Regions from separate parts of the Sus scrofa genome. Here region 2 is linked to region 1. A link is a contact called in public Hi-C data. All regions are on one chromosome and are shown on one strand. The core of a region is the stretch at or near the end of the contact, and the rest is flanking DNA. Distances in the headings are between cores, read along the strand shown. Region 1 overlaps LOC110255590 (a long non-coding RNA gene). Region 2 has its middle 1.3 Mb from the start of GATA3.

Region 1 (2,520 bases), core at 6-2,505:
TCCCTCCTCCCTGATTCAGCTAGCACACTGAGGACCTAGGGCTGGACAGCACTGTGAAAGGGCTGGGCCCCCTGGCCAGGCAGACCTGAAGCAGATGTTTGATCCTGGACATTGAAAGCAAGAAGCTCAAATTCCTACACTTTGTAGTGCCTCGACCCTCCTGCTTCTCACCCCAAACCGGGATGAAAGAGGCAGGACACAGTGGCTGTCCTCCATCCTGATACACAGGCTAAAAGCACACAGCACCTTGTTAGTAAAATCTTTTTTTTATTCAGACAAAAAAAAAAAAAAATCCCACCCCAGATGGAATGCTGGCACCCCTTTCATCCAGCATTCTACTCCTTGAACATCTTTGGACATACATCTGTGGTTGTTGTGGGCTCATAATTGATTCAGGTCCCCGAGTGCAAGCACTTTATACTCACTTCGTGTTAGAAGGAGGCAATACAACCACAGCCAGAGCCATACCTCATTAGGGTCGCACGTATTTCTCACAGTAAAACTCAAAGGATGGTTGGTGTTGACGTTGCGCTTCACCTGCTCTAGTTGGTGGAAAATGGTGGGTCACGCAGAACATGGAAGGACCTTCTGAGGGCAGGGCCCGTCTGTTCTAGTTCCTTTCTCATCATCAACACAGAGCTGCTGCTCAGGAAATATTTACAGGCTAGCTGTGCTGTTGATGCTTGCATGTCTCTGGGACATGCCTGAGCCTTTTGAAAACAGAACCATCTGTCAACATCAGGAAAGGCTGTGGGCTGCTGTGTGACCAGCTATTGACAAGGGCCTCAGTTTCCCAAAGCAAGCAGGTTGACCAGGTTGGTTAACCCCAGTTCTTTGTGCGGTAATTTAAGATCCGCGTCTTAACTTAGAGGAGATGGAAGGGGACCTCTCCCCTCCTTTACTAGCTAAGACCTTGGCCAACCGGAGCAATTTATTAGCGTAAGACCAATAGGTTCTCTGTCCTTGTCCTCCTCACCACCAAGCAAATATTAAGTGCTATAGGAAAGACCAGCACCTGGGAACTCGACAGACATCTTTTCTTGCCAGAAATCAAGACTTCAACCTAATTCACAAACCAGCTTCAGTGGAAGAATCTGCTGTGACCTGGAGGGCTCCTTTGCAGAGGGAGGTCTCCTTCCATGCTGGGGGCAAAGCATGATTCCTGAAGATTCTTCTGCCTGATAGACGGAATATAGAAACTGACAATGGCCAGACCATATTTAAAAATAGAACTCTGACCCACTCTGGGCAGCAGCCATTTCAGGAATCCAGCCCACTCTCTTCAGTAAGCAGCTGGGGAAGCCAGCCATCCCCAAGTCAGACTTGTAAAAATGTCAGACCACTCTTTCCAGCAAATGGTCCAAGAAACACATACACAACAAGCCCAAATAAAATTCAGCCTAAAATGACCAGAACTTGATCCATAGTTAACAGCTTTTCTAATTTTTGTCTCTGCTTCCAACTTGGGACCAACCCGGGAAGCAAAATATGAACACCGAACCCATCACACAGGATGACTTCTAGGTAGCTCACCTATAGCTTCTCCATGGCAACGGCCTCCCATCAGGCTCCATCTCTGAAGGAAGCCCTTCCTGTTTTCCCTTGATAAAACTTTCCCACTCCTCTCCCTGCCCTTGAGTCTCAGCAAAACCATGAGAGATGATGGCTGGCTCTTTGGCCACAGGAAACTCTGATTATATAGCCTTTGTCTATTCTCATTTGCTCGAAATGCTTGTTGCCACACATCCCTCAATTTCTTTCCCAGCATGTCACATGGCAATTAAGCACAGGCTCTGGAACTATGCTTACCTGTTTGATTAATTTTATTTCCATTACTTTAGTAGACATAGCCAAAAAACTATTGCTGGAATTTATGTCGAAGAGTGTTCTGCCCAAGTTTTTCTCTAGGAGTTAGCTAGCATCCAGTCTTACATTTTGGTCTTTAATCCATTTTGAGTTTATTTTTGTGCATGGTGCTAGGGAAAGTTCTAATTTCATCTTTTACACATAGCTGTACAGTTTTCCCAGCACCTGTTATTGAAGAGACTGTTTTTTCTCCATTGGAGATTCTTGCCTTCTTTGTCATAGATTCATTGACCATTACTTCTGGGCTCTCTATCCTGTTTCATTGATTTATGTGTCTGTTTTTGTGCCAGTACCATACCGTTTTGAGGACGGTAGCACTGTAGCAAATACAGGCATGGACATTTGCTGTGTGGTTTTTAATAAGTTACTTAACCCTCTGCTTCAGTTTCCTCATCCGTTAAGCAGAAATACTAATAGATTTGCCTCATAAGGTAGATGCGAGTTTGAGGACTTGATATCCGCTAAAGCGCCTACAGCATTATCTATCCCAAGTGCTGCTGGTAGCTATTTTTATCAGCCCTATTACAATGAAGTTCATGGTCTGATTATTCCTTCCTTTGACCTGCAGAATCAGGTATAAATCCTAGTAAGATGTAAATCTCATCTGCAGCAGCAGTGCTTTAAACTATTTATTCACAAAGTAGCCTGAATTAG
Region 2 (2,520 bases), core at 14-2,513, 820 kb after region 1:
ATAGAGATTGATCACATTTTTATTACTCTGTAATTTTTATCCTCTAAAAATTACACCAGTGTACAAAGGTAGTCAGATAAACATATGAACACTCACACATATACACAACACAGAGTCAATATCAATCATTGAGAGCCTATTTCCACCCTTAGCAGGAGTAAAATGTTTAATAATAAACATTTGGATTCCAAGGACGACCTTCTATTTGAAGTGTTGGCTGTATTTTATAAAACCAGAGAAGTGTTAAATATACTTCTAGTTTGTGCTCAGTGAACAGAGACTTAAAAAAGGCTTTTCTGTGAACATTACCCCTTGTAAATCTGGATTGTTTTTAGCATGCCTGGAAATTCTCAGCTTTAGTCCCTGTCAAATATGCATTTCTTGGTAAGCTTCTTACCAGGGAACCAATTTTCAATGTGCGACAACTCGCATGTCTCACCGATAACTTGGACACAACTGTCTAAAACTTAAGTTTCAATCCTGAATAGAGAATATAGAAATTTATGAACAATATTTTATAATTAGTATTTTACTGCCATGCATTTGTCTTATTGCCTTTTTGCCTAAGACCTAGGACCTAAAAACTCAACCATGATTATAAAATGTGTGGGAGATTTTTAAACGTGGTTCCAACTGAATTTGAACAAATTCAACATCATGAGCTTATAATGTATTTAAGTGGACCCAAGTAAAAAGGAATATTTATACCAAAGTATTTCACAAATAAAACTTTTGAAAGTATTTTTTTAAAGGAAACTGGGACAGGAAATGGAAGGCTGTGGGGATATCAGTAAATCAGCCCAAATCTCATCTTTCTGTTTTTCCTTTATGTGGCTTCTAGTATGTTATGAATTATAATCCATTTTAGTAAATATTTGTAAGCTTACTAATATGATTGTGAAAGAGAAATGATTGAGTTCAAAGTTATATTGGTTGCCCTAAAGGAACTGAAGTTTAGTTTGACATTTATTGATCAGTAAAAACTATCTAGGAAATGGTCTTGAAAATTGGAACGGTCTTGGAAATTGAATGTAATTGTTATCTACCTCAATTCACTAGAGTCACCTGACTTGGACTGCAGCAAATATGGGAGGGCTGTGTGTCTGGCTCAATCATAGTTAATAAGAGAAACTGAGGCCCAGTTTATATCAATGTATATTTAGCTATGGTTTATTTGAAAGAGAAATAAGGTCTGCTTGAATTATAAAGAAAGAGGAAGAAATTGAGCCTCAGATACCTCTTTAGGAACTTTCTTCTGTAATCCTCTGCATGGACATTGTAGAACACAGTGAGCTATGGTTCTTGGTACCTGCCTCCATACAAGCCACATAGCACACAAGGGTCAAACCAAAGTCAAGGTTATAAATGGAGGGATAGTGAGTTTTTTTGCATGCAATTAAACATACAAGTGGAATCAAGGTGTTAAATATAAGTGGTAGAAGCACTAAACTCAAAATCTTATAAATAAGGTGAAATTAACCAAAATAAACCATAAATAATGAAGTCTAGGGGGGAAAGTTTAGAAGAGCTTAAAATAATTATTGAAGATGGGGTTTCCTTCTCTCGGGCTGTTTGTAATAAATGTGCTTGAATCTTTTTACTCGAACTGAGATGCCATTTAAAATTTACAGGGACTTCCCTTCAGCAATATAACAGGAGTCATTATAGAGGTGATACGAATGCATAAATGGATTGAAGAGTAGATAAATTTTTGGAGAAAAAAAGCACAGCCGAATAGGAAAATGTAGTTTGAAAAGGGAGTGTTTCATGCACATGTGAGTTTGAGAGTATTTCAAGCCTTTACAGCAAGCTTGTGCTGTGAGCTAAGCTTCAATAGGAGGGACTTAAAACCTGTGAATATGCTAAAAGGAAACAGATGAGAGCCAAGCAGATTTTGAAGACACAGGAAAAAAGGAGAGAATAATTGATGGAACAATGTCCCTGCCTTCTCTTTGCTGCCTGGTTTGAAATCAGAGCCTTGCCTGGTGCCTCTTTTCTGCCACAGTTCACACCTGGTACATCAGCAAATACCATCAAGGCAACCCTCAAAATAGATCCTGTATCTCACTACTTCTCATCACCTCTCCTGCTAACACTTTAGCCCTGCCAACCTCATTTCTCACTGTTGAGTACTGCCCTGGCTTTCCAACTGACCTCCCACTTCTATGCTTTACTTCAAAGGTCTTTTACTCCACACGCTGGTCTCCGTGTAAAGCAGGTCCTGTCATTCTTCTACCACATGCTTAGGAAAAAAAAAAATCCACCAAGGTCAGTGTGATGTGATTCCTGCCTTCTCTCCAGGTTTTTTTTTTTTTTTTTTGCTGTCGTAGTTGGTTTTATTGTATCTACTCTCACTCTATTCAAGACATACTTGTTTTTAAATATTTCTTGAACATGTCAACTACACCTTAACACAAATCTTTTTTCATTTGCTATTCTGACAGCCTGTGTTGCCACATAGATCACTCATCAGTTCATTCAGGATTTTATACAAATACACTCTCTTCAGACAGGCTTTCT

The links. A called contact is a pair of places that touch in the nucleus more often than the background predicts.
Region 2: a contact with region 1 is called in a Hi-C map of fetal heart ventricle, with 2.4 times the contacts expected there. The contact joins two enhancer-like sites. A contact is called at or near these places in 2 of 47 Hi-C or Micro-C datasets (embryonic fibroblasts and fetal heart ventricle).

The regions. Positions count from the first base shown.
Region 1 is chr10:61,312,041-61,314,560 of Sscrofa11.1, forward strand. All of the region lies in intron 2 of LOC110255590 (a long non-coding RNA gene), which reads right to left. Among named protein-coding and RNA genes, the nearest start is that of CELF2, 450 kb to the left of the region's middle. Within about 2 kb of position 1,256, at least 3 of the 83 cell types and tissues checked have an H3K27ac peak or open chromatin away from gene starts, as enhancers often do.
Region 2 is chr10:62,132,983-62,135,502 of Sscrofa11.1, forward strand. No RefSeq gene overlaps it. Among named protein-coding and RNA genes, the nearest start is that of GATA3, 1.3 Mb to the right of the region's middle. Within about 2 kb of position 1,264, at least 1 of the 83 cell types and tissues checked has an H3K27ac peak or open chromatin away from gene starts, as enhancers often do.